Linked DNA regions of Mus musculus: region 1 is linked to region 2. The links are chromatin contacts, called in public HiChIP or PLAC-seq maps. All regions are on one chromosome and are shown on one strand. The core of a region is the stretch at or near the end of the contact, and the rest is flanking DNA. Distances in the headings are between cores, read along the strand shown. Region 1 has its middle 15 kb from the start of Gm45938. Region 2 has its middle 9.8 kb from the start of Gm35215.

The links. HiChIP or PLAC-seq counts read pairs in DNA pulled down with a chosen protein or histone mark.
Region 1: a contact with region 2 is called in an H3K27ac HiChIP or PLAC-seq map of acute myeloid leukemia, with 4 times the contacts expected there. The contact joins two enhancer-like sites. A contact is called at or near these places in 1 of 15 datasets of contacts at CTCF or cohesin (pro-B cells), 4 of 484 Hi-C or Micro-C datasets (the G1E-ER4 cell line, the HL-1 cell line, bone marrow-derived macrophages and 1 more), 9 of 115 datasets of contacts at active chromatin or transcription factors (the 230-238 cell line, acute myeloid leukemia, bone marrow-derived macrophages and 6 more) and 1 of 9 other capture datasets (embryonic stem cells).

The regions. Positions count from the first base shown.
Region 1 is chr13:99,123,566-99,127,871 of GRCm38.p6, reverse strand. No RefSeq gene overlaps it. Among named protein-coding and RNA genes, the nearest start is that of Gm45938, 15 kb to the right of the region's middle. Within about 2 kb of position 2,806, at least 85 of the 459 cell types and tissues checked have an H3K27ac peak or open chromatin away from gene starts, as enhancers often do. A contact at or near this core is called in acute myeloid leukemia, bone marrow-derived macrophages, fibro-adipogenic progenitors and 1 more, where this site is marked.
Region 2 is chr13:98,953,526-98,957,888 of GRCm38.p6, reverse strand. No RefSeq gene overlaps it. Among named protein-coding and RNA genes, the nearest start is that of Gm35215, 9.8 kb to the right of the region's middle. Within about 2 kb of position 2,093, at least 86 of the 459 cell types and tissues checked have an H3K27ac peak or open chromatin away from gene starts, as enhancers often do. A contact at or near this core is called in acute myeloid leukemia, bone marrow-derived macrophages, fibro-adipogenic progenitors and 1 more, where this site is marked.

The DNA of each region.
Region 1 (4,306 bases), core at 1,557-4,056, 170 kb before region 2:
TTGGCCTTTATTCCAAAGGAGGATGAGAGGAGGGTGGAGAAGGGACACATAGTGATTATGAAAGGAAATGATACACATGAAAACACTTCGAGATTGCAGCACCATAGAGATGCTTCGAAGCATTGCTATTAAACGTGGAAATGGCTTACTGAATTATCCTTTCCCTACAATGGTGAATCATTTTAATTTTCATTTGAATTGCCCACCTACCCTGTGGGAAGCCGCCCTCACATTCGCGGTTACAAGATGGCGCTGACATCCTGTGTTCTAAGTGGTAAACAAATAATCTGCGAATGTGCCAAGGGTAGTTTTCCACCCCATGTGCTCTGCCTTCCCCGTGACAACAACTCGGCCGATGGGCTGCAGCCAATCAGGGAGTGACACGTCCTAGGCGGAGGATAATTCTCCTTAAAAGGGACGGGGTTTCACCATTCTCTCTCTTGCACTCTTGCGCTCTGGCTCCTAAAGATGTAAGCAATAAAGCTCTCTGGCTCCTAAAGATGTAAGCAATAGAGCTCTTGCTCTCTTGCTCTCTTGCACTCTTGCTCTCTTGCTCTCTTGCGCTCTTGCTCTCTGGCTCCTGAAGATGTAAGCAATAAAGCTTTTGCCGCAGAAGATTCTGGTTTGTTGCGTCTTTCCTGGCCGGTCGCGAACGCGTGTAAGACTACCCCAAGACCAACTGTTGAAAGAGGACAAATGGGGATCTATGCTTGACAGAGGAATGCTCAGATCAGTAAAACAAGATTACAAGGAACTCAGAAACCCGCTTGCCTCAGAAGCACCACGCAGTACAAGAATTGCTAACCATTCAGTGAGAAGCCAGTCTTCACAAAGGAGGCTGTTTGTCTGTTCCTTGTCTTTGAGGTGTTCTGATTTGGGGCCAGCCTACCTAGCAAAGAAGTACTGGTAGAGGCAAATCATGAATCATTGAGATTGATAATTTGCCTCACAACTGAAGAACTAGTTGGGGATCACAGTGAGAAAGGAAGAAAATAACGTTAACCCAAAGGAAAAGCTGATGGAGAAGCCTGGCTTCCTGCCCCGCCCTCAAGCCCAGTGAACGGAAAGGGAAACAGCACAGAGCATTCAAAGTCCTTTAAGTGAGAAAGCAGGTTGCGCATCCTCTAGCTGCTCGGGACCTTCTCTTGAGGAAACAGGCAGATGTGTTTGTGAGTGGTTATCTGAACGTGACCCCTAGTGTCCAACTTGGACAGCACTCACAGAGAAAAATCTTTGTTAAAGGAAGGCCGGAAACTGTAGGACTATGTAATAACATTGGGGCTATGAGAGATTTCATCTAGTTTCCTATTTTACAAACGAGTGGTTAAGGCCAAGGAATGGTAAGATGACTTGGGGGGCACATCGGTGGTGACAAAGCTGGAATGGAGCCCAGGTATTTTAATTCTAGTTCAATTTCTTGAGCATTTTGTTTTAGAGAATGATTGACACTAGATAGTCTGTGATAAGATCTACCTACAGAAGAACATGAGGATCAGTGTTTCGTTACACAGACTGGAATATGAAGTGGGCATTGATACCATCTATACACACTATGATCTGAAGCAATGCTAGTCAGTAACTAATTTTGGGGGGGGGGATTGGTTTATTTGTTCTGTAGATAGTATTCTGCCTGCATGTATGTCTGCAAACCAGAAGAGGGCACCAGATCTCATTACAGATGGTTATGGCCACCATGTGGTTACTGGTAATTGAACTCTGGAAGAACAGTCAGTGCTCTTAACCTCCGAGCCATCTCTCCAGCCCCCAGTAACTAAATTTTTAATTGCTCATCTTTGGTATGTGTGTATTTGTGAGTCATGTGGTTGCCAGTGTGTGCAGAGTCCAACTTTATCTTTCTAATATATTAAAGTTTGTTTTTTGTTTGTTGTTTTACAAGGCAGGGTTTCTCTGTGTAGCCATGGCTGTCCTGAAGCTCACTCTGTAGACCAGGCTAGCCTCGAGATCTGCCTCCCTCTACTGCCTGAACACTGGGATCATAGGCGTGTACCACCACTGCCCAGCTAAAATTTGATTTTTTTTCCCCTTCAGTATAATTATTTTATGTATATGAGTGAGTGTGTTCCTGCACCACATGTGTTTGGTGGCCACATGGGCAAACAAAACAGTATCAGATCCTTTGAAACTGGAACTACCAAGGTTATAAGCCACCATGTGATTTACAGATAACTGAACCTGGTCCTCTAGAAAGAGCAGCAACTACTCTTAACTGCCAGCCCACCTCTCTTGAGTTCACCCTTCAGTTTTTTATGACAGAGTCTCTCCCTGGAGCTCACTGAGTAGGGTAGGGTGGCTAGCCAGCAAGCCCTAGGTATCTGCTCGTCTCCTCCTCTCGCCAGTGCTGGGATTTTAAAAATCATGCAACCACACCCAGTTCTTTTATGTGAGTTCTGAGAGTTGAGTTCATGTCCTTGAACTTGCAAGACAAGCACTGGACTGCCCGAGCCCTCTCCCCAGCCTCGTGTTAGGCACTGTTGAAGTTTTAGACCTTTCCATATTTTCTCCATTACGCACCACACATTTCAGTGACAAATTATGGCATTTCTTCCTGGCCCAAGGTTCATAATGATCTTCAAAGGGAAGAAATGATATCATGTAACTGGAACATTCACTGAGGACGGGAGTCAGATGCACAGAGTCTCCTGAGATCTCCAGCTACGGACATTTGTGTGTGCAGCTGTTACATTCCACCCATTTCCTGTCCTCCTGCTCCCAGCCTGCTGAGCAATGCCAAAGGACATCTTGTCCCCAGGCCTGCTCATGCTCCTAGGGACCCAGCCGATCTCACTCAGCTAGCTCCTAGCATCCAGAGGTATTTGGGTCACTCCCTGCCAGACTCCTGCCAAAAGCCCTTCCACATTCCTCTCTCCTCTCCCTCTTCTCCACTTCTCCGCCCCCTGACCATATAAGATCATTCGGTGTGACCTAACAATGTGCCTCTTTACCCACCCACCTCAGACCATGTCTCAAAGGTGGAAATGCTCTTTTCTTTTCAAGGTCTTTTCTTTACACTTGAGACTCTCTCCTAGACACTCCTCCATCAGCCACCAGCACTTTGCTCCATTTCTGTTTTCCCCCCTCCTCTTTCCAGCTTCTCTTGCCCAGAAAAACACCGACTTTCCCTTAAACTTAGAAAAGACTCTTTTAGCCCATTCCTCAAGTTAAAGCCATCTCTGCCTTTTGTTTTATTTGAAGTTTGCTTGGTGAGGTATATTCCCCAAGTCTTTAATCTGTGCTTCTCTCAATTTGTTTCCAATGGTCTCCTAATATCACATGTGTAGAAAATTTAAATATTCAAAATTTGATCCACCATGGACAGAGAGGGCAGCTCTCAACAGTATCGGCCACTAATGCAGAGAGTCATGGCTGGTGAATGTGGTGAGAAAGGAACTTGAGTGCTCAGCCCTAGGAGAGACATCTTTGCTAACTAACCCTACCCCTGCTCCTCCAAGGCTCAGGAGACAGAGGAAGAGTAGGGAGAAAGTGAAAGTTTTTCTCTGCTGGTGAAATGAGCCAATTCAAACCAGATTGGAGAATATAAGGGGGAGCCCTTCATGGGGAGTGACTTCAGGGTCCCAAGAAATGAGGCCAGGAAAGTGGCCCAGGGTGAGGGAGACAGGGGTGGGGGATGGGGGTGGGAGGAGTGGCTGGGGAGGAGGGCAGACAGAAATCGAGAAAGGGCTTGCTCACAAGAGGGAGAGAAAATACAGAGAGAGAGGGGGAGGAGGGAAAGGAAGGAGGGGGAGGAAGAGAGTGGGAGTACTGAGGAACAGGGAGGGAGGGAGGGAGGGAGGGAGAGAGAGAGAGAGCACAAAATGCCTGGATTGTACCGGGAGGAGCTTATGGGGGAGGGGAAGCCCAGCCCCTGGGCTGTAAAATTCAGGGTAGAGGGCAGGGTATGCCAGCCATGCCCTGTATACATAGAGACTGAAGGATGCTGGGAGAACCTGGAGCTCTGGTCCTCTTTGGTGTGTAAAATATGCACCTCCACCACTTGTCCTGGATCTGAACTGCATCAGAAAGAACATAAGAACTGGAGGGTGGGGAGGAGCGACGTGAAACGTCTTCTGGATCCGAGATGGCGATTGTACTCACACCGTACTTAGGCAGATGTGGCTCCCTGCACAAGGTCAAGTCAGCCAGAGAATTCAGTCACAGATTAAGGCGGTGTTCTCTAGGCCCTACCCCTACTGAGGAGCTACTAGCAATTGATAAGCTACTGGGGAAGGAGAACCGGCTTTTTGAGGGCGTGGTCGCTGGTAGGTTTTCTATTCCCAGTGGATGGTCC
Region 2 (4,363 bases), core at 844-3,343:
AAAATCCAGTAAGTGTGCTGCTTAGAGTAAAGTACGGAGAAAAGCATTCCTCGGATTTAGAGGTTTAGGAGTTCAAGGTCAAGACACCAGCACACGTATAGAGCCGGGAAAAGGTCTGCTGACTGGTTCATGCACAGCCATCTTTACCGTGTCTGTCCTCACAAGGGGAAGGAGATGGAAGTGTCTCTCAGGGGTCCCTTTTATAAGGAACCAATCCTATTCAAGAAGGCTCTGTCTCTTTGATGTAAGCACTCCTCAAAGACCTCATTTCCAAGTTCTGTCTTTTAAGGGATGAGAGGATCAACATAGAGGCTGGGAGTGTGTGCAACTCAGTGGTAAAGAGCTTATCCATCGTGCAGGGGCTCTGAGTCTGATCCCCGGTGTGACACATAAACAAACTACAACATTTCAACGTATGAACCTGTGGGAGGATGCAACATTCAGAACCCAAGTGGATTCGAGAGGTGAACACTCAGACCATCAGTAATTGCACAGGACAAATGGTCCTGTTTCTTTGACAAATAAATCGCAAAGAAAAAGAGAGAGTGTGTTTGTGTGTGGAGCAATTATATGTTGAAAGAGTAACACTGACTAATTACAGTATGTTGGCCTGGATGGACTGTGAATCAAACATAAACTGTGATAAACCTGGGTGTGGTGGCTCCTGAGGCAGATTCATGGCCAGCCTCTGCTACCTATGAAGGCAAGCCTGGTCCATAGAGTAAGACTTTGTCCTTTTTTAAAAAGTGATAATTAGAGAAATATGAATTACAAGAAAATAGGGAGTCTGGGGACATAGTTCTATCTGTAAAGTAACTGCCTTTGAAAACATGAGATCTTCATTTGATGCCCAGAGCCTATGTTAAAAAAAAAAAAAAAAAGTGGACGTTTAACACTGGGCAATGGGGAAGGGGTCAGATCCCTGGTGCTCCCTGCCTAGCCAGTCTAGCCTAACTGGTGAGTTCCAGGTAAGTGATTGAGCCTGTCTCAGAAAACAAAATGAACAGTATCCTGGGGGTGTGAACCTAAGGCTCACTTCTGATCTTGCATACATACACATTCTCACATGTGCACTTAAAACTGCATAAAAAGTGTGTTTGTTTCCCTTATAAAATTATAATAAAATGTGAGTCCTCTAACAGAAGGAACCTCCACAGCTGAGACTTAGTGACTTCCTGGAAGTCTACAAATCAGGGGCGTCAGCAAATCCCTGAGCAGTGCCACGGGACCCATATCAATGAGCACAGTTGTTTTGCAGGATGTCCAAGGATGCAATTAACATTTTGCTTACTAAGAATCTTCCAGAAATGGTGTTATACGAAGCTTTGTGTGATAAGGGCAAGTATCAAAAAAAAAAAAAAAAAAAAAAAAAAAAAAAAAAAAAACCCAAAAGAGGATCTTTTTCTGTTTTGAAATAGTCTTGCTATGTATGTAATCCAGGCTGGCCCTAAACTTGCAATTCTCCTTCCTCAACATCCTGGGTACTGCGGTGCACAAATGACTATCTCCTCAAAGCTCTGGTGTCCTCTCTTGAACCTTCTAAGCACACTGAGGAAACTCAAGGCAGCTACTTGAGGCACCCACACTCTCTTCAGCATATTTTCAAGATTCTAAATGTGGGTGTGAAATATATTGTATTATTTTTCAGTGGTACATTTGGAACATTCTTTGTTATGGAAATCTCAAACATACACAAGAGTACAGAGAAAAGAAAGACAAGGAAACCATGAAGACGTGAGAGGAAAAGGGACCTCTCAGCTTGGAGTCTGGCTGAAACATCTCACCTGAGGAGAAGCGCAATTAACAATATTTACCGTAAAGGCTGCCGGGGTAGACATAACGTGTTAAGTTTCAGACCCAGGACAAATGGCAGAGGTGCCTATTTAACATGTGAAGGGGGAACTGGCCTCCAGATCCTCCCAGCACCCCTCAGTCTCTATCAGTGGCTGGCATACCCTGCTCTCTACTCTGGACTCTTCAATCCACGGGCTGGGCTTCCCCTCCCCCAGCGGCTCTTCCCTAAGTCATCCAGACTCTATGGTTACCTGCCCCTCCTTTTGTACCTTTGGCCTCCTGGCTGCTGTATTTGGCTCCCCACGTGGTTCAGGGTTATGAGCATTCTGAACTCACTCAGATGTGTCTGCCTCTAGCTGTGTCTCCCTTATATCTGTAATGAACTTTCTCCTCCACCATATTTAGGAACAACCCCTTTCCTCCCCTCTCCCGTCTCCCCTCTCCCCTCTCCCCCCCCTCTCTCCCCCTTTCTTTTTAATTTCTTTTTTTCATTCATAATGTTCCTTTCATATACTGACCAAGACTGCTGGGCTTGAACCTGGGCTCGGATTTGCAGCAGGGAGTGGAGACGCCAGAGCAGGTGTGGCCTCAGCGTTGGGAAGAGGGAAACCCTGCATGCAGACATCCCTATGACTCATGGCCACACAAACACTAACTCTGGTGTCTGCCAGGACGGGAACTACTGGGACACAGACATCAGACTATCAGTAAACAATTATGAAGTCCAAGGGCACACACGGTCATTGTGAGAAAATGTCTGAGGAGTCATTGAAAGAGCTTCCTTTCTCAGTACTTTCTTCTTCTTCTTTTTTTAACCAAAGGCTTTACACTTTCACTTTTAAAGTCCTTTTAAATTCTTACATGAGAGAAAAGGAGAAGGCATGATTTTTTAAACACACTAAATGATTTTTACAGGCCCAAGATTATAGAGGTTCTAGTTGAGCACGGTGAGGGTGATCCTTGAAGATAATTTCATCGGCTACTTAGCAAAACTGAGTCAGCTCTTCAGCCCACTCCTGTTTTGTTTTTATGTGTTTGTTTGTTTGTTTGTTTGTTTTTGTAGTGATGGTTAATCATGACTGTCAGCTTGATGGGGTTCTGTGAGAGCATTTCTGGGAAAAATTAACCAAGAGAAGCCCCTCTACCCAGTGCTGACAATACCTCCCAGTGGGAGAGCAGACCCAAAGATGCCCTAGTCAAAAACAGTCTCTCCCACTGTCTTTGCCTTCCTGACTCCACTCCTTGATGGTGAACACATTTGTCATGGCTAACGCCACTGCTACATCCTTTACTGGTGTATCAGACTGTGTGTCTTTTAGCCTTCAGTGTGGACCACAGACTAGTAACTCTTCAGCAATATTCCCGGCCTTCAGCACAAGGTTGAGGGTGCTGGGGCACCCAGTTGTTTAGATTGACTAAGGACCAAGTCTCGAGAGTCTTGCTTCAGACAACCATTGAGTCCAGTTCAAGGGGCAAACCTAAAACTAAACCTTAAGTCTTTCTGCTCTTTCCTGTCCAATTTCTGATTTTGTTGCTTTCTAGCTGTGGTCCAGGAAATTCTAAAGCAACTGAGATGTTTCAAGAGGGTGGGGGTGAGGGAGTGGGGGAGGGGGGGGCTAATATAAGTAAAGCAAAAACTGAGACTCCAAACAGGGTTGTGAGACAATCCCTTACGCACAGTATCACAGCTCTATCAGCAAGAGAAAAGACACATCCAATGGACTCCAGGATGGTGAAGGAAACACAGCTGCCACCCCCAGATGTAAAAAGGAGAGAAATATGGGGTCTTCCATCCTTTACCACAGCAGACAGAGCGATCTGGAAGCTGGCTGAAAGAAGAGTCAGGGACATTGTACCTGAAGGAAACTCTTCACTGTGAGATGGAGCCGAACAGGGAAAGAGAAAAGAACAGATCTGAAGGCAAATATGCCAATGAGCAGAACCAACGAGCTAAGGCTAATAACTTCAAATCTGAGTGTTGCCCAGACATCTGAGAAATGCCAGTAGCCGCGGGTTGCTGGAAGTCTTCCATTACTGAGCTAATGTATTTAAAGCTCTCTCCATGTGTTCTCTCTGCTTTCTATTACTGTGATAAACACCATCACCACCAGCAACTTGGAGAGGAAAGGGTTTATTGTGGCTTACTCATCCCAGCTCACAGTCTATCTCTATGAGAAGCCAGAGCAGGAGCTGAAGGCAGGAACCTGCAGACACAGAAGCAGAGGCTATGGAGGAGTGCTGCTACTAGATTGCCCGCCATGGTTGATCACTCAAACTGGGCTGTGCTTTCTTTCCCACACCAATCATTAATCCAAGAAAATGCTCCACACACTGACTTATGGCTTTCTTTTTTTTTTTTTCTCTAGTATCCAAAAGTAAACAGTGATGTTATCTCTCTTTTTTTTGTTGTTGTTTTGTTTTCTATATTACACTTTTTTTTTTTAATTAGGAATTTTCCTCGTTTACATTTTCAATGCTATCCCAAAGGTCCCCCATACCCACCCCCCCAATCCCCTACCCACCCACTCCCCCTTTTTGGCCCTGGCGTTCCCCTGTACTGGGGCATATA